Linked DNA regions of Mus musculus: regions 1, 3, 4, 5, 6 and 7 are each linked to region 2. A link is a contact called in public ChIA-PET, Hi-C, HiChIP or PLAC-seq and promoter capture Hi-C data. All regions are on one chromosome and are shown on one strand. The core of a region is the stretch at or near the end of the contact, and the rest is flanking DNA. Distances in the headings are between cores, read along the strand shown.

What was found. A called contact is a pair of places that touch in the nucleus more often than the background predicts. ChIA-PET counts read pairs in DNA pulled down with a chosen protein or histone mark. HiChIP or PLAC-seq counts read pairs in DNA pulled down with a chosen protein or histone mark. Capture Hi-C pulls out chosen DNA fragments and counts their contacts.
Region 1: an RNA polymerase II ChIA-PET map of memory CD8 T cells shows a contact between it and region 2, with 106 read pairs. The contact joins the enhancer-like site here to the promoter of Atp1b3 in region 2. A contact is called at or near these places in 8 of 39 promoter capture datasets (the 3T3-L1 cell line, 3T3-L1-derived adipocytes, the C10 cell line and 4 more), 7 of 484 Hi-C or Micro-C datasets (the G1E-ER4 cell line, the N1E-115 cell line, cerebral cortex and 3 more) and 7 of 115 datasets of contacts at active chromatin or transcription factors (the 230-238 cell line, effector CD8 T cells, embryonic stem cells and 3 more).
Region 3: an H3K4me3 HiChIP or PLAC-seq map of the 230-238 cell line shows a contact between it and region 2, with 15 read pairs. The contact joins the enhancer-like site here to the promoter of Atp1b3 in region 2. A contact is called at or near these places in 1 of 39 promoter capture datasets (the C10 cell line), 3 of 484 Hi-C or Micro-C datasets (the G1E-ER4 cell line and uterus) and 3 of 115 datasets of contacts at active chromatin or transcription factors (the 230-238 cell line, astrocytes and microglia).
Region 4: a contact with region 2 is called in an RNA polymerase II ChIA-PET map of memory CD8 T cells, with 115 read pairs. The contact joins the promoter of Zbtb38 here to the promoter of Atp1b3 in region 2. A contact is called at or near these places in 8 of 39 promoter capture datasets (the 3T3-L1 cell line, 3T3-L1-derived adipocytes, the C10 cell line and 4 more), 2 of 484 Hi-C or Micro-C datasets (CD4 T cells and embryonic stem cells), 5 of 115 datasets of contacts at active chromatin or transcription factors (the 230-238 cell line, acute myeloid leukemia, double positive thymocytes and 2 more) and 3 of 9 other capture datasets (adipose tissue, liver and macrophages).
Region 5: a contact with region 2 is called in an RNA polymerase II ChIA-PET map of memory CD8 T cells, with 58 read pairs. The contact joins the enhancer-like site here to the promoter of Atp1b3 in region 2. A contact is called at or near these places in 2 of 39 promoter capture datasets (the C10 cell line and cranial neural crest), 2 of 484 Hi-C or Micro-C datasets (the G1E-ER4 cell line and cerebral cortex) and 6 of 115 datasets of contacts at active chromatin or transcription factors (the 230-238 cell line, astrocytes, effector CD8 T cells and 3 more).
Region 6: a Hi-C map of cerebellum shows a contact between it and region 2, with 2.1 times the contacts expected there. The contact joins the enhancer-like site here to the promoter of Atp1b3 in region 2. A contact is called at or near these places in 8 of 39 promoter capture datasets (the 3T3-L1 cell line, the C10 cell line, cranial neural crest and 3 more), 6 of 484 Hi-C or Micro-C datasets (the G1E-ER4 cell line, cardiomyocytes, cerebellum and 2 more), 6 of 115 datasets of contacts at active chromatin or transcription factors (T-cell acute lymphoblastic leukemia, astrocytes, bone marrow-derived dendritic cells and 3 more) and 1 of 9 other capture datasets (embryonic stem cells).
Region 7: a contact with region 2 is called in a promoter capture Hi-C map of adipose tissue. The contact joins the promoter of E030011O05Rik here to the promoter of Atp1b3 in region 2. A contact is called at or near these places in 4 of 39 promoter capture datasets (the C10 cell line, hippocampal neurons and pre-B cells), 3 of 115 datasets of contacts at active chromatin or transcription factors (effector CD8 T cells, memory CD8 T cells and pro-B cells) and 1 of 9 other capture datasets (adipose tissue).

The regions. Positions count from the first base shown.
Region 1 is chr9:96,794,056-96,797,329 of GRCm38.p6, reverse strand. No RefSeq gene overlaps it. Among named protein-coding and RNA genes, the nearest start is that of C430002N11Rik, 30 kb to the right of the region's middle. Within about 2 kb of position 1,834, at least 223 of the 459 cell types and tissues checked have an H3K27ac peak or open chromatin away from gene starts, as enhancers often do. A contact at or near this core is called in the 230-238 cell line, the G1E-ER4 cell line, the HPC-7 cell line and 9 more, where this site is marked.
Region 2 is chr9:96,362,949-96,366,386 of GRCm38.p6, reverse strand. It overlaps Atp1b3 (ATPase, Na+/K+ transporting, beta 3 polypeptide), which reads left to right and starts at 1,956. Exons shown (of 7, transcript NM_007502.5): 1 at 1,956-2,341. The coding sequence starts at 2,233.
Region 3 is chr9:96,647,980-96,651,539 of GRCm38.p6, reverse strand. No RefSeq gene overlaps it. Among named protein-coding and RNA genes, the nearest start is that of Rasa2, 18 kb to the right of the region's middle. Within about 2 kb of position 1,424, at least 121 of the 459 cell types and tissues checked have an H3K27ac peak or open chromatin away from gene starts, as enhancers often do. A contact at or near this core is called in the 230-238 cell line and the G1E-ER4 cell line, where this site is marked.
Region 4 is chr9:96,718,106-96,721,376 of GRCm38.p6, reverse strand. Zbtb38 (zinc finger and BTB domain containing 38) reads left to right here and starts at 1,527. Exons shown (of 3, transcript NM_001359959.1): 1 at 1,527-1,591; 2 at 3,068-3,167.
Region 5 is chr9:96,668,604-96,672,171 of GRCm38.p6, reverse strand. No RefSeq gene overlaps it. Among named protein-coding and RNA genes, the nearest start is that of Rasa2, 39 kb to the right of the region's middle. Within about 2 kb of position 2,126, at least 263 of the 459 cell types and tissues checked have an H3K27ac peak or open chromatin away from gene starts, as enhancers often do. A contact at or near this core is called in the 230-238 cell line, the G1E-ER4 cell line, cerebral cortex and 2 more, where this site is marked.
Region 6 is chr9:96,816,548-96,819,984 of GRCm38.p6, reverse strand. No RefSeq gene overlaps it. Among named protein-coding and RNA genes, the nearest start is that of C430002N11Rik, 53 kb to the right of the region's middle. Within about 2 kb of position 1,339, at least 41 of the 459 cell types and tissues checked have an H3K27ac peak or open chromatin away from gene starts, as enhancers often do. A contact at or near this core is called in the G1E-ER4 cell line and cerebellum, where this site is marked.
Region 7 is chr9:96,751,377-96,754,670 of GRCm38.p6, reverse strand. E030011O05Rik (RIKEN cDNA E030011O05 gene) reads left to right here and starts at 1,840. Exons shown (of 4, transcript NR_015511.2): 1 at 1,840-2,286; 2 at 3,288-3,294.

The DNA of each region.
Region 1 (3,274 bases), core at 585-3,084, 430 kb before region 2:
TCCTTTTCCTCCTTCTTCATATAATATCAACAGATAACAGCTATAAAAAAATCACAAGGAAAATACAAAACACAGCCAACAAGATTCTAGAGTTAGAATTTTGCAGAAAGTTTGGCCAGTGACAAGACAAGGTGGTTTAGTTATTGCCACTGTCTACAGCATAACAGTAAGACTTTCAATATGATTAGTGTTTACTCCCTTTATATAAAGAGCAGCTCTGCTTAAAATACAGTGTTTGAGTCATGCTACTGCCCAGAAATGAGGCTCTTAGTGGGAACATACATGGACCAAGAACAATTTTATGTGACCCCCCAGCCTGGTAAGGCATTCTGCATTGTTAATGCAGAACACAAGTCTCCCTTCAAAGGGACCAAGAAAGAGCTTATCCTGGAGCCAAAGATGAGTGACCATGGCCAGTATAGAGACGCTCCTAACTCCAGTTCCAGATGTCTGGCGCCCTATACTTGCTCTCTGGTGTACCTACACATAGTGCACATAAACTCATGCAGACACATACATATACACATAATGAATATAGATAGGAAATCATATAAACATTAAAGCTATAGCTAATTCAATATTTTAGTATAACTATTAATCTTATAATATTTTCTTTTAAAGCCCCTGTACCTATATAAAATTTTCATAGCTCACCTAGATTTTTAAAAGAAATAATCCATAGATTGCTATAAAATATTATGTCCAAAGTAAACAACTCCATATGCCTTTAAGTTATCCAATTGTCCTTTTTAAAAACTTGGCCTAGGATAAGGAAAGATCATAAAATTAGATGTTTTGAGTTTCTGAATACTGACATTATGCTTTAATAATGACAATCATAGATTTCTTTAGAATATTAGTTTATATGTAACCTTAGTGTATAGCCTCATTTGTACGTTTATTTATACAAATATATATCTACAATACAGTACAAACTATAGATGTCACTAATAAGCATAAACATTGCATAATCTTTAAAAATCATCAGCCTGTAAGAATTCCTAATTTTTCTCCAAATCTCTTTTATTTAAAAGGATTTGACAACACAAAGACTTTTGTCATACAAAAAAAAAATTACAAGTGTTTGCATTAAAACAAAATCTAACTGAAAAAGTTTCTGAAATTTCCCCATCATGTTGCATATCAGACTTCTTGAAAGTCATATATAAGGACATTTTAAAATATGTAAGTGAGAGCGTGAGTCAGGCCTGATACAGCAAAGCAATGCACAGTAATCCGTTAAAAGACAAGTGTAGAATTATATTACATATATCAAAAGTTCATTTTCTGCTATGATTCCATCAGGTCGGATGCCTCCAGGAACTAGAAACTATGACCTTTCCCAGGGTTCTGGAGCAATAGAAGCCTCAACGGGGGGGGGGGGGGGGGGGGCGGCGCAGGGACACACACAGAAACGTGCTTGCATGCAAAGACCTATATGAACTACAACTCCCAGAAGCCTCTTGAAAAGGGCTGAATTTCCCAGAAAGCTTCGCCCCCTACCCCACAACTCCTCTTCCCCTAGGGCAGCCTTAAGTTGAAAGTGGAGTGAGAAGCCCTGCAGTAGGGAGGGTCCTCTGGGGCCCTTGTGGGGTGTCAGCCTCCAGGGCTCGGTTGTGAGTTACAGAAAGCCAGGCTTTGTTAGGATGGCTCTGAGGCTGCTTGGGCCGGTGCCATTTTTCCCTACTGGTCCCCTGGGAAACAGATCATGGTTTCAGCTCCTCCTTATCCGCAGTCAGGCTCCCTCTTGAAAGAAGAGACAGTCTTGAACCTCCAGGCGTGATCTGTAGAGTGTCACGTGTCACAGTTCTCTTGCAGCTTCTGCTGTGCCTGCAGGCTGTGGGAACAAGTGTGAACAGTACTGTGGCTCCCGACCACGTTTTCCTGTGACCCTGCCCATCCAGCTCATACTAGCGAATACCTGGGGTTCTGGAGGTTGTTAGTCTCCTTGCTAAGACTCTCCACTCAGTGTCATTCCTCAGACTCCAACTTATTTGGGACCCCAGCCTTTTTATTTTTGTTTTTTAAATCTGTCTCCTTCAAAGCTTGTCAGCCCTTAAAGATCACACCCCATCCTACCCCACTCCCCACTGCTCCCCCCCAGCCCCTGCTCCCCTTAAAACAAAACAAAAATCTGAGGATTGTGATGGGAGCATTCAGAAATGGGAATGGAGTGGACTAAGAGGAAGCTACAGGACATGAGAGGGCCTGAAAGATAACGGGGGGGGGGGGGGGGGAATGGGAAGGTTAAATGATGGTGAAGAGAGAGAATGAGGCCAAAAGTACACCACTGAAAAAGCTAACACTGAGTTTCCCTCATTAGAATTCTCCCTCCCTCCCTCCCTCTTTTTCTCCCTCTCTCCCTCCCTCCCTCCCTCCCTCCCTCCCTCCCTCCCTCCCTCCCTCCCTCCCTCCCTCCCTTCTTTTCCTTTTTTTCTGTTTCACTGTGTCATCCTGAGCTGGCCATAGCTGACCAGGCTAGCCTTGAACTTGTAATGATTCACCTGCCTTGGTCTCCCAAGCACTTGGATTAAAAGCATGCACCACCCTGCCCCTCGCTTATGATTTATATATGACTGAGTAGATAAGGCTGGCCTCCTGAATACTGGGATTATAGGCCTGGCCCACCACACATTATCACTAATGTTTTTGGATTTTACCTCTGCGTCCTGGGATCCTGAACCCAGTTCCTTGCACATGCTGGATAATTGCTGTATACCAATAAGTGATAAACCCTGTCCAGAATTGTGGATGGTTATACAACCCATAGTAATTTCCCCCCTAAACTCCTAAGTCAAGTACACAGGTCCCTAACTCTTAGGGAGCTACAATGACTGGTATTAGTGTGTTCTATGAGATAGTGTATCGTAGGACACAATCCTGCAGTCAGTCATGAAGAATAGACTACTCAGAGGTACTGACATGTTGCTCTATTTCTTGAACCTTGTGGAGGTCTCTCAGACCCTTTTAGGATCTACACAGTTTAAGCTATTTATAGGAACTGGATGTATCCCAGCATGTGGGCTCCGGAGGTCAGGAAGAAAACGCCTTTCAAGGTGTCCCTATCTGCTTGTTAGTTTTAACATCAGTCCAGGGTACATAAAACCCTGTCTAAAATCCCGGGTTGCAAAAAGGAGGAGGAAAAAAAAAATCCCTGTTTTCACAGTAATAATGTTATTTGAATTTTTAAAATAAGACTATTTTGTTGTTGTTGTTGTTGTTGTTGTTGTTGTTATATGTTTTCTGTCTTGTAAAGTATAGTTGGGCCCCCATA
Region 2 (3,438 bases), core at 707-3,206:
TACTGACTAAACTAGCCATGAGTTTTCAAAGTGTTTACTGAATTATATTTGTATTTAAACCCTTATTTAGAAAAACCACAGAACACTAAGTATAAAAGCTGTATTTATGGCTATTAAAAACACAGAGACTGAAACTCTCAGCTGGCCACTAACATCTTTGAAATGTCATTTCATAACATTGTTTTCTATGTATTAGGTAATTATTTCTTAAAGCATGCTTGTTATACATGCACACACACAAAATAAGCAGATATATTTTTATATTTTATCCCAGATAGATGATGTATCTTTCATCGGTTTGCATATATAAAAAGCTCATAGTTAATCCTATCAGTATTCTAGCTACCCTAGTGTGCAGTTCAGGTTTTGAGGTAAAATTATTTCCATTCCTTAGCTTTTAGCCTTACCTATAATCTAGAGAAGCATTCTAGGCTTCTTGTGTAATATTTTGGTATTTCTAAAATCAGCTTCATGTCAAACTCTACAAATTGCTTCTGAAAATTTTTTTGGTGTTATTAGACCAAAAAAGTAACCGGAGGCAGAGAGAGGTGAGTGCAGGCCTTTAAGTCACAGCACTCCAGAGGCAGAGGCAGCACTCTGTGATCTGGAAACTAGCCTGGTCTGCAGAGTGAGTTCCAAGGCAGCCAGGGCAACACAGAGAAACCCTGTCTTGGAAAACAAACAAATAACTGGAGGGCGGAGGATGTAGTTCAGTTGGTGACATGCTTGTCATGTGCATGGTCCTTGGTTCCCTCCTCTCCCAATAACCCTAACCCCAGAAAAACAACAGTTGAAAACAAACAAAAATCCCCTGTAAATCAGGCATGGTAGCACATGCCTGTGATCTCAGTACCCAGGAAGTCGAGGCAGGAGGACAAGAGTGTGGGATACACAATGTCAAGTCAGCTGAAGCTACACAGCAAGATTCTGTCACAAACAAAACCAAACTGGATTTTGGATAGTCATAAACGTATGGGTGGGCGTGGTTAATGAAATTATTGCAAACAAAATGGGATTGCATTTATTCATTCATTATTGCTATTTAACAGAGGTTATTTAACATCTCTTTTCCGGAAACAAAAACAAAAAATCAAAATAACCTCACCTTCTGTTCAAACTTCCATTTTGAGTCTTTTAAAATCCCATTTATGGTGTTTCAGAATTTCAGAATGCAGCCTGAATTCCTGGCTCCGCCTAGGCGTAGCGGCCACCAGTGGCAAAGAAAACACCAGCCGAGTGGTTCAGGCATCTATCCCTAACTCTAACAACCTTAACCTTGTACTCCATCAAGTATTGTAGTTAACAATTGGAGTGACCGAGCCAGAAAAGAAAAAAAAAAAAAAAAGCAAGGCTTTAGTGAGCGGAAATCTTGGGAAAATATTTATATTGATTTCATTGATATGCTCGACTGAATCTGGAGAAAAAGTATACTGTACTCCATTTGGTTAACGATAGCATATTTAGAATAAAACTGCCATGACCCTCAGGCAACCCAAAAGCAGCTAGTCCACACTAGACGCTACAAACGCTGCCCGAGGCCCTGCAGCAGGTGCCGTTTAAAGACGTCACAGAGCCCCAAGGAGAACGCGCCACGGCGTATTGCAGAAGGCTCCGGGGCCAAGTATGTGCTCCAGGCTTTGACCACTAAGTCTCAGGCTGGGCTTCCACTAAGCCCAGCCACGGCCTGGGCTTCCAGTGGAGAGCGCTGTAGCCTCCTACGCCCACCTTCCTCGGGCCACCACCCTGCCGGTCAGTGTGCCCGGCAGACTTCCGCCCGCAGCCCCGCCGCGCTGGCTTCCTCGCACCTGGGCGGGGGCTACAGGGGCAAGTAGCCCGGCTGGGGCGTGGCTTGGCTGGGGGCGTGGCTCTGGCGTCAAGGGCGGACCTTGGAGATGTGGGCGTGGCGTGTTGTCGGGGGCGGGGTCATCCGGGCGGCTCTGGGCCTTTGGGCCGCGCCCAGCCGGGCGGGAGGCAGCGGCCGCGGTGCGCGCCAGCGGCGCGGGGATTGGCTGCGGCGGGCGGAGACGTCAGGCTCCCGGGGCCCCTGCGGCCGCCCGGCGCGGCGCGGCGCAGTCGGCTCTAGTGGTCTCGTAACGAAGAGTTGTTCCCGGCCGTGCCGTCCTCCGCTGTTGTCGCTGGGCTGCGCCGCCGCCGTCGCCAGGACGCGCCGCCGAGCCCCTCGTCGCCTCCAGCCCCGCGGCCTCCGTTCACCTCGACTTCCACACGCCCATCATGACGAAGACTGAGAAGAAATCCTTCCACCAGAGCCTGGCCGAGTGGAAGCTGTTCATCTACAACCCGAGCAGCGGAGAGTTTCTGGGGCGCACCTCCAAGAGCTGGGGTGAGCGCGCGGCGGGGCGGGCGGCGCGGCGGACGGCCCCATTCATTGCGGGCGGCCCGGCGGTCCGGCTCCGAGGCTGGGCGGCCGCTTGGCCAGCCCGAGCGGGGCACACGTGCTGCCGGTTCCCGCCGCGAGCGGCGCCGGAAGCGGGACCGGCCGGCCGGGCCGGGCCTCCTTTGTAGGGCGCGCGCCCTGGAGGCGCGGGCCGCGCGGACTGGGGAAGCCGGACCTGCCCCTCGCCTGCCTGGGGAGAGGAAATTTCCACTGCCCGCTATCTTGTGACTCGGCGGCGCTGCCACCCAGACGGCCGGGACAGTGCGGGCGAGCTCCGGGCGTGTGTGGGTTGCAGGGACGTGTGACGGGGAGTTAATCACTGGGGCACATTGTCCGCGAAAAAGCACTTGAATTCCGACTGAGAAAGGCCGGCTCCGAGAGGGCTTCTTCCTCCTCCTCCTTCTCCTCCTCCTCGGAGATCACAGCGCTTTTCTGCCTTGCAGATTTTGCTTTGGGGAAAGACGGTCCTATTAAACACCCCCTCCTCCCGTACCTTCAAAACATCCGAGTGGTGGTTGAATGTTAACAGATTTTCTCTGTGCGAACTCATTGTTTTAAAACGAAATAGTGAATCCGAGTTGATCGGTCTTCTGGGTTTTGTGCTGCTTTTAAGGTGAGGGGTCAAAAAAAATGTTAGTGAAGGTGGACAAGTGTATTCCATTTATTGCCTTTCTATTTAGACAATTTTACCTTTTTGAAATCCTTTTTTAAGAGTATTTTGTTAATGGGTAAGGACAGATTTTTTTTTTTCCATTCTGAGTAAGAATGGATTTTTAGAGCTGAGAGCCGTTGGGGCATGGCATTTTTAAGAGAAGCATTGAAGACCATAAGTGAGATATGGCTCACAAAATGACTTGTTCACTGAAGTGAGCTCCTCTAGGGTGCAAGGCTCTTTGACACTCTATCACAAGCTGAAAGGAGCCATGGAAGGTTTGGGGGGTTTTGTTTTGTTTTCTTAAATTCCAACCTCTAGTTCAGAAATGAAACCCAGAGGTTGTGATTCTTTGTAAAATTACATATTCCATGGGGCCAAGAAAAGAGCC
Region 3 (3,560 bases), core at 175-2,674, 290 kb before region 2:
TCCTAAAAGATTTATTTATTTTTAGCTATGTGCATCAGTGTTTTGCCTGCAAATATGTCTGTGTGAGGATTGTTGGATCTCCTGGAACTAGAGTTACAGACAGTTGTGAACTGCCCTGTGGGTGCTAGGAATTGAGCCTGGGTCCTCCAAAGAGCAACCAGTGCTCTTAACCCCTAAGCCATCTCTCCAGCCCCCAAGTTCTTTTTTAAAACAGCAGAAGTACTGATGATATAAAACCACAAACAGTGATTCTTCTTAAATAAACTTACCTGCAAAATAAAAGATTGTTATCCCTGTTTTATTCCTTCCATATAAAGATTTTGTTTTGCTAATCTTCTGAACCTGGACCTAAAGAAGTCTCTCTTCAAAGAACCTGGCCTAACTGGGGTTGTGACGAAATTTGCCCACAGTAGAGAAACTCCTCATCTTTGCAGTCCAGACCTGAGGACAGCAAAGCACCCCTTCTCCTGTTCGTCAGCAGTTGCTCTGCGTGGTCTAGTTTCCTGTCTGGAGATCTGTACTTCTTCCGGCCATTGCCTGGACAGATGTGGTCTACCCACAGGGCTGCGGTCTCAGCCTGCAGGCAGGCCTCAGTGGAACAACCACATTAGAGATGATGTGTGGACAGTAAACTATAAACACATCCAGGCTGGCAACCACCTTTTAAAATATCAGATACGTGGCCTCCTTTCTCGTGTATCACATGCTGACCCTCTCTTACCCTTCCAGAGGTTTCCAGTTGCCTAGACTATGCTTAGAATTTTACAGAAGAAATGAAAAGAAAGAGTAAACAGGAGAAGGTAATGTTTAAATCCTCTACTAAATAGACTTTTCAGACTTTTTTTTTTTTTTTTTTTTTTTTTTGCCAAATAGTAACTTAAAGAGCTGTGTAGGAGAGACCGTCCGTACAGAGTCACATATTGCTCTGCCTTGCTTGTTGGCACCTGAGCCAGTTAATCATGGAGTTTTATGTCAGAAGTGCTGGAGACAGGGTGAGAAAAAAGCCCATCCTGCTGGACCCCATAAACTCCTTAGGAAGGGACAGAAAGAAGAGGGAGGTCGCCATCTGATTCAAGTATTGTCTCTCCTCTCCTGGCCCTGCTTATATCGGGTTGGTGGGGGAAGGTGGAGGGTACCTGAAGATCCTGTCTTTGGGACCCATGGGAGGGAGGGGTTCACCTATCATGTTGCCTAGCCCCCTAGGAGTGGGTGCAAGGTTATTTAGGGAGAAGGGTTGAATACAATGTCCTGGGCTACCCCTAGGACCACAGTAGAAAAGTAGCTAAGCTGACTGAGCTGAGAGCCAACAGGCCTCCATGTGCCAAGCATCACGAGAGAAAGGTGAGTCACTAGTAAGGTGGGGGCGGACACTCTGGGGACGAGCCAGATGGAGGATGTGGGGTCAGAGTCCTCGCCAGAGCAGCACTGAGTCATCAGGGAACACACGCAGGTCCTTCCAAGCCAGGAAGGACCAGACCGCAGGCACTAGAATCACTGCACAACAGCAGGTGCACACAAACAGACTAGGAGCAGACTCAGTCTCATCCTCACAGGTGAAACACAGGCAGTGTGCCGACCACCCACCTAGCGAAACTCAGCAGGAGTGGACCGCAGGAGCCCAGCTTCTCTCTGTCTCGGAAGAATCCGATAGCCGTGATTCTATCCCAGACCCAAACACCATCTCTAGAAGATTTTTTAAAAAGAGGAAGCAGATAACCAAAAACTAAGAGTGTTTTTATGTTTTTGACCAGACGAGATGGACTACTTATTTGTTGTGCTTATTTCAATAATTTCATTTGAATACTCCCCTTCTATTATGCGGAGAGGAGAGCGCAGTTTTAGAGAAACAAAGATAGTATGCTGTCTCTGCACATCTGTGAGTGGGGTGACAAGAATCTGCAGCCCTCCTCACAGAGAATTGTTGCCAGCCCTTTCCAGCCTCCTCCCCACTGCTAAATTGGGTGCCACTTGGGCTGCTCAGTTCCTCCCATCCACCCACATGCAACTGTGCAGAAGAGCTTAGAGGGTCCAGACCAGATCTTTGGGCTTTGGGGTGCCAAATTAAGGGACTGAGAAGGAGGCAAGAAATGGATACGCCGATGGGTGGATTCTGAAGAGAAACCAATAACCAGTTTGTCTTGAAAGATCCTCTAAAGAGCACAGGACATGGAGTGTGCCCAAAGGTATCAGAGGGGAAAAGGAAGGCAGACACATAGAAATGACAGAGAATGGCGTCCCAGGAAGAGACAGCGAGGAGCCCAGCTACTGTTGTACATTAGAGGAAATACAAGACGGATTTGAATAGGAGTTGCTGTGGATTCCGTTCTTGTATCTTTGCTATTCCTTAAGATCTAGGGGAGTTCTTGTCAAGACTATTTCTTTGAACCTCACCCAGTCACTGGTGAACAGAGCTCTCAGTCTTGACAGGTTGATGACCACAGTGACCCTGATGCTGTATAAGAAATGGGTATATAGAGCAAAGATTCTCAACTGGGGGTAATTTTTTTTTTCTCCCAGAGGACACTGAGACAGGGTCTGATGCATCCCAGGCTGGCTTCAAACTCATGATTTAGCCTATAAGGACTTTGAACTTCTGTTCCTCCTATGGGTGCTTTTGGAGTGCTGAGATTACAGTATGTGCCACTCTTCCTGGATGGATGCAGCTCTGGGGATTGAACCGCAATCCCAGTGGTACCCAAGTTAGCAGTGGGAAGAAGGCTGGAAAGGGCTGCGCATCTAAGGCAAGCACTGTGACAACTGGACCACCTCTCCAGCCCCTGCAGACATTTTTAGTTGTCACAACTGAGAGATATGTGAGTGGCCAATGGACAGAGACCAAGGACACCACTAAGCGCTTTTCAGTATACAGAACAACCCTTCATAGCAAGGTGTCCCAGGTAGAAACTTGACCAGGAAATACGTCATCCCATTCTAGTGACAAAAAGTAAAAGATGGCTTCTCTCCTTTTAAACATTCCTTCACATTTATGATATTCTTTTAAAAAATGTTTATTATATTTTATTATTTGGGGTATGTATGCATGAAAGAACGCATGGGAGGCAGGGGCAAGCACACAGTCCCAGGAACATGGTACTTGTGGAGGTCAAGTCCTTTGGGGAGTGGTTTCTCGCCTTTTACTCAGGTGGGTCCTGGAGCTCAAACTCCTGTCAATCTTGGTGGCATGTGCCTTCACCTTCTGGGCCACCTCTCTAGGCCTTCATATCACCTCTTATCTGGTAATCTGAATAGAAACTAGTTTTGCAAAAACCATTAAACTGGAAGAATTCCTGTTTAAGAATTCCAAGACCTAGCTGGGCATGGTGGCAAACGCCTTTAATCCCAACGCTCAGGAGGTAGAGGCAGGAGGACCTCTGAGTTTGACGCTAGCCTGATCTACAAAGCAAGTTCCAGGACAGCCAGGACTACACAGAGAAACCCTATTTTGAAAAACAAACAAAGAAAGAAAAGAAAAATCTAAGACCCTGTAGGGAGAAAAGAGATTTGAATAAAGAAAGTTATAGAATATCTATTGACCGTCTATACATGTGTGTGTCTGTGGG
Region 4 (3,271 bases), core at 278-2,777, 360 kb before region 2:
CCGAACACCCTGGAGTCAGACTTAGGTCATAGGTCCCAAGTGACCCTAGCAGATCACCAATGTAAAACCACTATAAACAACAGAAGCCCTAACTCAGAATAGTTAACCTTCAATGCTCAGACGTGTCTGAAGTTAGAGAGCACTTACAATGCTAGGTGCTATTGTAAATGATCCACGTGTATTATTTAATTCAATTTAAAAAAATCACCTAGGAGGTAGACATTAATACTAAAACATATTGCATGTTAGGTACCAAAGCTGAAGGTCAGAGAAGTGGCCGTACATAGCAACAAACCTAGGCTGTCAACACAGGCCTGCTGAATCCAGAAGGCCAACCAACCTTGCCCGCTACCTCCCACCGGTCCCAGGGAATCAGCCACAGCCATACAGCTTACAGACTTCCCAGTCTTTGTGCACCAGTTTTCCCGAATTTTAAAATCATCTTCAGAGTTTCTAAAAGCCTCAATGGAAACACAAACAGGCAATTAGACCACGAGTTTCTTCAGTTTTGTTTTTTAAGGCTGGTATCTACCATTGCCAACAAGTTAGATCAGGTCTTGTGGAAGTTCTCATTGGCAGTTATGTAGACAAAAACATTCAAGCTCCCTTTTTTTTTAAGGGGAAGATGAATCATTACTTAATACATGCAGTTTAGTGGAGTTAATCTGTGAACACTGGCCTATGGAGCGAGAGAATAAAAGGGTGTTTGGCATCGAGAAGGTCGGGAACTGCTCGTTACATGTGTATGCACGTTGCCCAACCTGTCAGCCTTCACAACTCTGCATTTTTTTAAGTGACACCATTCTTCCTGCATCGTTTATGGGGCTTTACTTTGCATATAGTATTAAAAATCTACTCAGCTCACCAAAATGATCATATTCTTAATGTTTGGTCAAGGAACTGGGGTGCATAAATGGCAAGTACTGTATTCCAGGAAAATACCCTTTTTCAAAACCTTAAGGTTTTGCCAGGGAGCGAGTCGTTTTCCAAAGGACACACACACACACACACACACACACACACACACACAAAATCAAAAACTAAAAACAAACAAAAAATACTAAAGACTCAATGCTGGATGGTTCAAAACAAACACCTGCACTTAGGTGTGCGTGGGGCAGTAGGTGCCACACTGCGAATCTGTGTGGGAAGGATGTCAGCGGGCAGTCGGTGGCTTTTATTTTTTTCATTGCATGAAACAGTTCTTATACCATGGTGGGAAATAATCCAGGCGTCCCCTGACAGCCATGAGAAAGCACAGGTGACACCCTGTTCTCAGAATTTGGTGCGGGTTAAAACTGCATAGGGTGCCCGGGGCCTGCTCGGTGGCTGCGCAGCATCTGTGCGAGCCTGGCTCTGCCGCAGTGGCGCCGGGGGGTGCGGGAGCCTCGCGGCCTGCAGCGTCCCGGAAGCCCTGCGCGTCGGCGCCCGAGGTCGAGCGACCGTCCGGCCTGCACTGCACCAGGGGCAGACCGGGGCGTCCGGGCCCAGCCGCCGGCGTCCATTTTCTGGGCGGCGCTGCGGCCGGACTCGCAGGTCCGGAAGCGCCATGGACCCCGCGGGAAGCGCGCGGGCGGCGGAGCGGAGCCCCGTAAGTGCGCGGGGTCCGCGCGACTCCGGGGCGTGGAGGTGGGGAGGCGGGAGCCGGTGGGCAGCGCTCGCGCCGGGCTGCAGCGGACGCGGAGCGGAGCGGAGCCTACGGAGCAGCCAGCGTCCGCAGGTGCCCGCGTCCCGCCCCACCAGGCTCGGCTGCAGGGGGGCAGCGGGGAGTGACGCGCACCTGGGGCTCGGGACTGTCGCGCCTCCCCTCCGGTGAAGCGCAAACCCGGGCTGCTTCCTGACCCTACCCGTTCGCGATGAGATCCTAGTGCGACACCAAGCCCCTGGAATTGAACCGGATGTTCAAAGGCAGGGCCCTGCCTCCAGGGGTTGCAGCCTTGGCCTCCTGCTCCTGCTTGCTGCAGCCGTCTGTCCGTTGGGACAATTCAACAGTCAGCCTTTAGACACCTCTTTGCAGGTTAGCTGATAAATAACCTGAGATTTTAATCTGTCTGCGCTTCCACTTTATAACTCCTGCTTTGCGGTGGGTAAGTGCCTGGTTCCCATTCTGGATATTGGGCCTGATTGGAAAACCCTTGTAATGATCGGTTCTAAATGATAACCGTTTATGTTGCGTATGCATATTTGAAAGGTTAAAGGGCATTCACCTAATTGGGAAGCTCAAGTGCTTGCTCTGGTTCGCGTGGCTGGAAAGACTCGTTTTGTTGTGGTTTCAGAGAAACTTATAGCGTCTTACAGTAGCTAAGATCAAAGAGCAGAGTTTGTGTTTTGTGACAGGGTCTGGTTAAGGAGCCTAGAATGGTTAATAGGTTAGCCCAAGCTGGTTTCGAACTTGCCACTTGCAGCGGTTGACTGACTGCTAGGATGATAGGCCTTCTACCAGTGTTTTTCCAGGACCAAACACGCATTAGAATTCCTTTGATGGGTCATTGCTGAAAATTTTGAAAAGATTAGAATATATAGTGCGAAAAGACTAGAAAAAGTAACCGTTGCACACAGTACAGATAAGCATAGTTTAATGAAGCCTTTGGCTTATATAACATCATTTGTAATAAAATGGGTCACTGTCAAAAAAGCCTTTAAGACTCCAATTTAGCGTTCTGTGGTGGGGATTTTGCACCCAAATCAGACTGGGTTTGTGCTGATGTTAACCTGGGTTTGAATCCCGACACTCACCCAGGGTGACCTCCAGAAACAGGTTCACGGCACTGTTTGCAGCTGTAAAATGGGGAACTGTTCCCTACAGCTGAGGGGTGTTACGGAGATTTACCCATCCGCTGAGAGCACTTGGTGGAGTTCCCGATGTCCTAAAGGCACCTCACATATACTAACGGCAATGACTTTTGTGGCTGAAATCCTGAATCCTAGACACTCGTCCTGAATCCTAGACACTAGTCCTGAATCCTAGACACTAGTCCTGAATCCTAGACACTAGTCCTGAGTCCTAGACACTAGTCCTGAATCCTAGACACTAGTCCTGAATCCCTGCACTTTCATCTTCTCTTAGATCTTGATATGGAAGACATGGCGGGCTCAGAACCAAGGATTTCCGAGTGATTTCTGCCAAAGCACAGAAGCTAACTCCGTCAAGGCTGGCGTGTTCTGAGGTAACTGAGGTCTATGTCTTTCCTTAGTCAGCATGAAATAAGAAATGGCAGTTTCTAAAAGAATCCTCAAGGTTACTGAATCATGAGTTCGACCTGCCAGGTTT
Region 5 (3,568 bases), core at 877-3,376, 310 kb before region 2:
GGTCAGGGAGTTTTCTGTGAGACTGTGTCTCCTAGTACTGCCAGAAGCTACACCCATAGTCTCACCAATATGACTGCCTGAATATGAGCTGAACCCAGACACCAAAAGACATGCCAAAGTTGAAGGGCAAAAGACCACAAAGCCTCAACCCCTTCACAAAGAACTACAGACGAGTAAGAATGCTGGGGGAAGGGGTGTGGTCTTCCCCAGTGAAGAACATACCAATGGTCAACCAATGCCAAGTGCTCAGCCCTGAAAACATACATACAAGCAACAGTATACAGTCACGGCATATATATATATATATATATATATATATATATATATATATATATATGGATGGCACATAACAATGATCAATGAAAAAAAAAAAGAGGCCATGAGTTTAGAAGAGACCATGGAAGGATCTATTGGAGGGTTTGGAGGGAGGAAGAGAAGGAAGAAGTGATGTCATTATATTATAATCTCACTCACATACACAAAAACAGACCTACAATAATGACAACGAGTTGGAGACCAGCCTGTCAACAGCAACGAAATTCAGCGAGCTACGTCTAACAATCTCCTCTGAAACTGAATTCAAACACAACACAGCGCTGGCTCATAGCTGATACTCGGTCTCTTCTAACGTAAGTGGTACAACCTCCTTTTAGGACACATTGAAGAAAAAGCTGATTAAAACAGCACCAAACATTCAACATCAGCCAAGACCCGGCCAGGCGGTGCGCCAGATGCTTTCATCTTTATTTAAAAGAATCTGGGGGAAAAGGTATTACTTTCACTAATCACTAGATGCGGAGCCTGCGGGCCCAAGCCAATGACTCCACTCGTCTAGGTGTTGAAAATGTACTTAGAACAGAGATGAGACACCCTGTTTATTTACTGGGCAATTCCTCAACTTCAGATATCAATTTACCAATCCACAAACTACACCCTTCCACATGTCACTCTGTATACGGAACAAGCAACCGTGAACTTCCCATCCTGCCTCTCCCTGGTTGTCCAATCAGCTCGCAGAAGCACGGCAGGACAGACAGCTATGAAGATCGACCCAATTTCCAGGAGCTCTCAAGGTTAAGAGAAGTATCTCCTATAAAGTAGATTAAGTATAAACTCAATAAAGGTAAAAAGCAGCTTAGTATAGTTGTGTACACATATGTAGCCGCTGTGTATTGAAAGAGCTAATACATGTATGTGGGAACATTGTTTTCACACGATACAATCATTCTGTAGATGTCAGAGACCCCTCTGCCCACCCTGCACCCCCTTTGTGTGTGTGTGTGTGTGTGTGTGTGTGTGTGTACATGTACATTCTTGCCCTTTTTGGTTTTTCGAGACAAGGTTTCTCTGTGTAGCCCTGGCTGTCCTGGGACTCACTCTGTAGACCAGGCTGGCCTCAAACTCAGAAATCCACCTGCCTTTGCCTCCCGAGTGCTGGGATTAAAGGCGTGGACCACCACGACCAGCTATACTGTCTCTTTAAACTAGAATGCAGGAACAACCTACCCCTCTTGGTCTTTCAATGCCTGCCTAACGTGTAACTGTATGATGAACGTGTAACGAGTTTGCTAATGGTGACCATTTGTTTTCAATCTTTTGCTTTTGCTTACACATTTTTGATAGATTTTTATAGCAAATGTAAAAATAAATTGGGGAAAAGGCTTTCTGTGTGTCTCTCTCTCTTTTAAACACAAAGTCCTGACAGACAAAACCCCATCCCATTATGAGGTTTCTTGGAAGTTTGCATGAGTTCAAATTCTGAGTTTCTCCAAGCTATTCAGAATTCTGCTCTTTGTTTTGAATGTCATATAAACAAAAGCTCGTGTCTTCGAGAATTCTCCTTGCCTGAACAAATGCCATGATGGAAGGGGAAAACCCTACAAAGGAGGCTGGGCCAAAGTTGAACTAGAAGTAGAAATCTCTCTCTGCGACATCTCATCTCGGCTGCGTCCCACTCTCCAGTCATCTCTGTGCATCTCTGTGGGCTGAGGAACCGCCTCTGCTCTTCCAGGCTGTGGGTGGAAGATGCGGTCTCCCCACTTCCCAGGCATTTTCCGACCTGCCATGCCCCGCGTGCGCGGATTGGTTCCTCCATGGTCAGGAGTTTGCCCCTGGTCCAATGAGCTCTCACTGTAGAGTCAGAACCCCGCAGCGGAAGACAGATGCACAGGCTCCACCCACAGGTGAACCTCACGCTGGAAAAGGCTCTCGAGTGCCACCCCGTGGTCCTACAAAGACAAGAGGTTTGGGGAAAAGCTGTTAAAAACAAAACCCTGCAGGATGCTGGAAGATCTGTCATCACGGCTTCAATTTGACTGCTTAGCTTCCTGGGCTGGAGTTCCCCAGGACAGCTGTGCCTGGACAGTCAATCAAAGATCCGCCTGACCTAGATGTGGGCTAATGAGTGAGCGGCAGCAGCGTTTTGCGTTGATTTGTGAGTTAGATGAACTGCAGCGATAGAAGATGTGAATTTGTGCATCTATAAAGGATGCCTCAGCAGCTGCCCACCATGGATCTGAAAAGTAACCTTACTCTGATAGTATCGATTTCACTTTGCTGGGCTGTTTTTTTTTTTTTTAGGGACGTTTGGGATGGCATGGTGCTCCATGCCTTTAATCTCAGCACAGGCAAGGTCGAGCCTGGCCTACATACCAAGCTCCAGGACAGCCAGGGCAACATATATTCAGACTCGTTTAGCTAGTAGCATTTGGTTTTAGACATGTTCTTTTTGAGACTTAAATTTTGTTTAATTTGTGTGTACCTGTGTGTTCACACATGCATGTGTGTGTATTCAGGAACACAGGCCATTTCACACACGTGAGGTCAGAGAACTTTCAGGAGTCGGTCCTCTCCTTCAAACCATTTGGATCTCAGAGAATAAATTCCCGTATTCAAGCTGAACCATCTAGCTGCCTCCCTTTTGGAGAATTTTGTTTTAATATTCATTTTTTTATTTTCAATTCTGCATGTCTGTGTGCAGACATGTGCGTTTGTGTGCAGATGCCTGCAGAAGTCAGAGGTGTTGGATCCCTCTGGAGCTGGAGTTAGAAGCCATTGTAAGTGGCTGATGTGACCCTGGGGACCAAAATCGGGCTCACTGCAAGAGCCACCTCTCCTGCAATCTCTTTGAGAATTTTTAAATAAATATAGTTGTATCTGAAAGTGAACATGCTTTGAGAATAAGCCGGTGGAGGCTTACTTAGACTTTCTGGCGGCTGCAGTCCTGTCCCCCAATGAAAGTATAAGCAGGGAAGCCCACCAGCTCTGCAGTGTGGTGGCATCTGAAGGCAGCAGAACCACTGTCATGGAGGGATGCTACTTCTGTGCACAGGGAGAGGGAAATCCCACCAGCAGAGGTCACTGATGTACCAGGAGGGAGTCCAACGCAGCTCTTCTCACACTTGTGCCTGCCTTGCTCCCTGCGCAGCAAGTTGAAGGGAATCAGTGCAGAACTGTGTGCACGCTGTTGACACATTTTCTTCATGAGGCCCACCTTTGGTACCTTCAACCTAAGGCTGTTTATTTTAACACTGATTTAACACTCAAACTAAAGCAGCCTTAGATTGTA
Region 6 (3,437 bases), core at 90-2,589, 450 kb before region 2:
GCTCCTTGCCTCTCCTTTCTCCCTGTGCTGGAACTGCAAGTGGCCGTTACCACGCTGGGCTGAGCATTCTTTGTCAAGCTTCGCTTTGAACAGACTTAACAAACTCAACTATATGCTATTGGAATTAGAGTTTACTCGTTTTAGTGCCAGGAATCGAACCCAGGGCCTCGCACATGCTAGGTAAGCACTCTGCCACTAAGCCACATCCACAACCGTGTTCCTCTTTCAAAAGAGGAGCTCAGTGATGTGCCCAGGTGGCCTTAGCCTCCCATCAGACCGTAACCTCAAGGTCCTCCTGCCTCAGCCTCCTGAGTACAGGCCTGTGCTGCTGGCCTGGTGGTAATAATTAGCAATAATAAATGGCTTTCCAAGAAAACTACTAAACACCTGATCGAAGGTCTTTCATCATAGGCTCAGCAGAATTAGACTTGGAAGAAGTCTTCGGTAAATCCCTTTTTCAGAACCCAAGAACTAGGACAGGAAAGGTGGGGATACACGCCTCGCTGAATCTTCAGAAAGCCCCTCGAGGCGGGTTCAGCATCCCAGGCTGGGTAGGTCACCCTGATGTGTTAGATAGAATGTAGCTGCAGATACACAGGGTAAAGTAGTGGCTAGTGGGATGCCAGCCCGATCCTCATGGCTCAAGACTTGCAACTGAGTATCAGGAGTGTAGCCCTGTGTTCACACCTACCAGGAGCTAGCTCAGTCACAAATCTGTCCATGAGGAATCAGCCGAATACACAGGCATGACCAGGCCCTCCTAGCTGCTGAGGCCTGGCTAACAGCTGGGACAGATGAGCATCCGTGAGGAAAGGGTCACCAAGAGGAACAGAACTCCTCAGGGCTGCGGTACCCTCAGCAGGAGGATACCCTTGGGGCTGACTTCAGATGTGTCAGCCGAGTGAGAGTCCTGCCTCCCTACATGGGCTGCGTGAGTCTTCCAAGAGAGGAGAATGCTTTTCTAAATAGTCTGCCTTGAGTCCAGCCTAGGTAGACACAGGGGCTCTGGCCACTCTATTCCCTGGAAGAGACTGAGCGGCCTTAGTAAGGGGCGTTTCCTATGGCCTCTGCAGCAGTCCTACCAGATGTTGTGTTTGGAGAAGGATGTCAGTAAATTAAAAATGGGGGTCGCTGCAGTTACAAATTTAAGTCTAAATGGTTAGGGACTATTCCAGCCATCCTGGCTTATTTTTCTTTAAGTAAAACAATGTAGCGAGCGATAGTGTGTTCAACCACTAGAGGGCAGCATCAAATAAGCTATTGGTCTTTAGGGTTGGGTCTGCCTTATAGAAAAGTAGGTTCGCTTGTGTTTTAAGAAGTCGACAAACTGCCCTTGTTTGCCTGTCATGGAGGAGTTTCCACAGGCAAGCTTTTCCATGCTAACATCTGAGAAAGCCTAAGGCAAAGTAAAACAAGCCAGTGACTCAGGAGTTACACATGAAAACAAATGTATTATATCGTTCACATTTTATAGAAAAGTTTGACTGGGTGATTCACAGAGCTAGCTGGTGTGAAGCAGAATTGGATTAAAGGAACATGTTCTCTTTGTTTGTTTTGTTTGTTTTGTTTTGTTTTTCAAGACAAGGTTTCTCTGTATAGCCCTTGCTATCCTGCAACTCACTCTGTAGACCAAGCTGGCTTCAAACTCAGAGAGCCACCTGCCTCTGCTGGGATTAAAAGCGTGCACCACCGCCTGGCTAGGACCATGTTCTTTTTTTTTTTTTTTTTTTTTTTTTTTAAAATTTTTACTACTTTTATTTTTTTATTTTTTTTTTCCATTTTTTATTAGGTATTTAGCTCATTTACATTTCCAATGCTATACCAAAAGTCCCCCTTACCCACCCACCCCCACTCCCCTACCCACCCACTTCCCCCCTTTGGCCCTGGCGTTCCCCTGTACCGGGGCACACAAAGTCTGCGTGTCCAATGGGCCTCTCTTTCCAGTGATGGCCGACTAGGCCATCTTTTGATACATATGCAGCTAGAGTCAAGAGCTCAGGGGTACTGGTTAGTTCATAATGTTGTTCCACCTATAGGGTTGAAGATCCCTTTAGCTCCTTGGGTACTTTCTCTAGCTCCTCCATTGGGAGCCCTGTGATCCATCCATTAGCTGACTGTGAGCATCCACTTCTGTGTTTGCTAGGCCCCGGCATAGTCTCACAAGAGACAGCTACATCTGGGTCACAAGAGACAGCTACATCTGGGTCACAAGAGACAGCTACATCTGGGTCACAAGAGACAGCTACATCTGGGTCACAAGAGACAGCTAGGACCATGTTCTTAAGCAGGACACCGCATAATAGTCCCCTGAACAATCTGGGTCACTGTTAGGTTTCATGCTACCCAAACCTGATCACCATGGCTTAAGCAATAAAGTCATGTGTCAATCCTTTCAAATGGGTCCAGCATGCTCTCAGGATCTCAGATGCCTGCGGACGTCACACGGGCAGAACAGGGGCTCCTTGATTCCAAGGAAGCAGTGAGTTTATTAGGCACATTGCTGTTCCTGTCAAAGCTGCTTCAATTTAAGTGCATTAATTACTTTTCTATTGCTGAGATCAAGGTAATTTACACAAGGAAGAGTTTATTTGGGGTTTGTCTTAGTCAGGCTTTCTATTCCTGCACAAACATCATGACCAAGAAGCAAGGTGGGGAGGAAAGGGTTTATTCGGCTTACATTTTCCACATTGCTCTTCATCACCAAAGGAAGCCAGGACTGGAACTCAAGCAGGACAGAAAGCAGGAGCTGATGCAGAGGCAATGGACAGATGTTACTTACTGGCTTGCTCCCCCTGCCTTGCTCAACCTGCTCTCTTACAGGACCCAGGACAACCAGCCCAGGAATAGCACCACCCACAAGGGGACCTCCCACCCTTGATCACTAATTGAGAAAATACCTTAATTGAAAATACCTAGATCTCATGGAGGCATTTCCTCAAGGGAGGCTCCTTTCTCTGCGATAACTGCAGCTTGTGTCAAGTTGACACACAGAACCAGCCAGCACAGGTTCCAGGATGTTGGAGCAGAGGTCGCAGGCAGCAGGTGGCCATAACAACAGCCGAGGACTCATATCTTGAACTACAAACAGAAGGCAGACCGGGCAATCAGTAAGCTCACCACTGGCTTTTCAAATCTCAAAGCTTGCCCCTAGACACAACTCCTCCAACAAGACCACATCGCTTAATCCTTCCCAAACAGGTCCATCAACTGGGGACTGCATATTTAAACATACTAGCCTATGGGAGACAATCTAATTCAAGCCAGCACACTGAGGAAGAGTGGGTGCTAACAGAGCTAACAGTGAACATCCTTCCCCCAATCCCCTCCACCAGAGCTGAGGGTGTGTTGGCACTGTGCCACACAGAACCCCCACTTCAGGACTGCTTTCTATACTTGCTGGCAGCACTGGACTCTCAGCCTTTCCAGAACTTGCTCTG
Region 7 (3,294 bases), core at 591-3,090, 390 kb before region 2:
CCCCCTCCCCGCCCCCTGCCCCACCCTGTCCCCAGGGAAGCAGAGCAGAGAGGCACCGGTGGCACTTCTGTAGACACTGGCTGTTATCACTTCTCCTTTGATGAAGAGCATGCGGGGTTCTCCTCTGAGATTATCTGCTAATTCCACGGATCCCAACTCCACTAAACAAGCGTGATTCCCGAGAATCACGGAACGGAACCAGAACCGCAGAGCTCTCAGGAAAAGGTGCTCACCAGAGGCAGGCTCTATGAGCCATGGTGAGAGGTCCCATGACCTGAACCTGCCCCGCCTCCAGAGAGAGGAAACACTATGAAACCACAGTCACTGATACCTAAGTCTCCAGTGCCTTTCCTACAGGGCTGGAAATTCCTGACTTTTGTCTTCCTCTTGAAATGAGGCATTGGAGAGTCATGGAAAAGTACAAGACAGAATCACAAGCCACCACCGTGGAGAAGGTGCCAAGGAGCCCATCCTGATGGGGACCCAAGTCTTGAGCAGACTTTCTTCCTGACACCCCTGCCTTGGCACTTAGAGCACAGCAGGGGCTCTCAATGTGATCTAGCCTCATCACTATTCCCAGTGGGACAGAGATAGCCTAAGAACGGTGCTGCTTCTGTTAGGCTGAGGCCCCTTCTTGTCCTCAGAAAACACATTTGCTTCACCTCCTCATGTGGGCCTTCCAGTTCTCCAGAACATTCCTGTGTCCTTTCCCCCTTAGCTTTCCAACCTGCCCAGGCCCAGCCCTTTAATCTCACTGCTGCACGTGGAGTTCAGGAAGACAACGGCGAGGTGGCCATGGCTTCCTCTGAGGTGCTCTGCCTGCCGTAGCTCTCCCACCACACTCCAGAGCTTCGGCCACTGGGCTTCCCTTGCTTTGTCTGGCTCCAGTTTCTCAGGACAGACCGGTCGCTTGTCAAGCCTGTGGTATTGGCCCATCAAGAGCACAGGAGGCCTACCTCACCTAGATAGAACATACCTGATGGGTCTGCAGTGTTCCTGTAGGGTTGGCCAGGTTTCAAGACCTTTATTCTTGTCTTTCCTCCCCTGGGAGGCGCATCAGTCGGCAGCCCTTCATTCACGCCAGCCTCTCAACTTGGAAGCTAAAAGAGGATTTGAGGTCTGACAACCCAGGCTCTGCCACTGATTAGCTGTGAGACTTAAGAGACGAATCTGAGAACCCGTTTCCTCATCTATAGATGTAGGAAGCACAGCTTTGTCACAAAAAGTGAAATACTGACATAAAGTATTTACCGTGGAGACTTAAACATTCACAGTAAGTTTTCAGTATATGCCCTCCACATTTATTTTAAAGTTTTCATTCAACCACTCACTCACTCACTCACTCACTCACTCACTCACTCACTCATTCATTCATTCATTCATTCATAGTGTACTTAGTAAGCTTCATGCCAGGTACTGGGGTATGACTAGGTCTTCCAAGACAAAAGCCACTGAGACCCAGGCTGAAGAGAGCAGAGAGCTGAGGCCTGCTTCCACAGCACATGGAGAAGCAAACACGCCCCAAGCACTGGGGGCTGCCCAGGGACAGTGACAGTGAGTCCATCTTTCCTCGTCTTTAAATACCATTAAGACTCTGCTAAGGTGAGAGCTACAAGAAGGAAGATACGTGATAGGGGAAGTGAGAGGGTCCTGGGGGAACCCCTGTTCTTCCAGGCTTCTCGGTTACAGAGAGTGGTCTCACCCTGGCTGTACAGGAGGGCGATGCCCTTCAGGGAGGCCTTGTTGAATCTGTCTGGGACTGTTCCGGAAGGAGGAAGGGAGGCGGGTGGGGCGGGGAGACAGCTGGAATGTTCTGGCCTGCTGTTCAGCGCAGCCAGCCTGCAAGAGAGGAGGGCCTCTGGACATCAAAGGTTCCTTTTGTCCCTTTCCGAGTGGCAGGGCAGCCGGGCCACTGGCTATGACTCAGGCCTGGCCCTGACGTCACCCACGGCTTGCCACTGGCCTCGGTTTGCAGCCAGGAACCTGGCCAGGGAGTGGTTCTCATAGCGGCAGCAAATCTCAAAACCGGGAGCTCACTGCTGTGCTCTCCCCATCTCCCCACAACCCATCTTAACCTTTTTTCTTCTTCTTTTTAAGCCGTAAGGCGGCCTTTTCTTATAGATCAACTTTCCAAATCTAAGCAGTCAGAATGAGTGACGTCATGAGAAAATTATGTGGAGCACATCTCAACCAGGAGTTGAGGAATCCAGAGGACGAATGCGGTTGGTAACTCCTGAGCCCAGGGAGTTGGCAGAGTGTGGGCTTCCAAGGAGCCAGCACCTCCGAGTAAGTGAAGGCCCACCCTTAGCCCCTCAGTCATGGCCCAGCATTATGGGCGCCATCTTGCTCCTGAGAGCTGGGCCTGGCAGGCCGAGACCCAGAGAGGGTGTGGGGACAGCCTTTGGGACTCTTTCTAAATACAGCCTCAGAGGGGCCTGCTCTCTCTCTCTTCCCCACAGAGCCAAACAAGAGTGCAGAAGCAAAAGCTACTCAGGGGGAACACCAGGGACCAGGCTCCTCGTTTTCTCTCCCAACCTGAGCCCTGCTTCAAGAAGGCCAAAATGTTTGTTTGGGGGTCTGGACTGCTTGCTTCATGGATCTTCTATGGGGTGATGAGACTTAAAAGCAAGCCCCATTCTAGGCAAACATATGCTGCCAAATAGTACTTTCCCACTTTGGGGGCCTGGGGGAAGAATGGCAAGCCTGTTAGGAAGGGTCCTCAGTCTGCCATGGGAGCTTGTTCACCACTCAGGCTGATGCACCTTCATCGTCTCAGGGCTGTCCTGGTTAGGGTTCTTTGTTTCCTCTTAACGCTGCCGCGGGGAGGTTAAGCGCAAAGGTGAAACGTAGGTTGTCTGTTTTAGTTTTGTCTAAAACCTCCTAGGTCTAGGCAAAACCTGTCATTTATATGTTCTAGAAGTTTCTACTCAGGAAATTTCAGTTTCTGTGAAAAGCATTTTATGCACATGCATGAGAACTGCGGAGCAGACAGGCATAGATATAGATTTCCCTCTGTTCTTCTGGCTTCTCAAGTCACCTCCCGAGTGAGCGTCTATTTTCTGTGTGTTCTTCATTAATGTATGAAGAACAGCACACTGTCTGTTCTTCATACATTAATGTGGTTTCGGGCACTATAAAAAATGGACCTTACTTTAAGGCAATGCAGAAGTTTGTCATTTAATGGAAACACAAATTCATTGTGAACAAACTCCCTGTGTGATTAACTATCGCACTTTAATATATGGTTTGTAGGTCTTGTGTTTTACTTTTTAAATATAATTTTACAGACCGAGC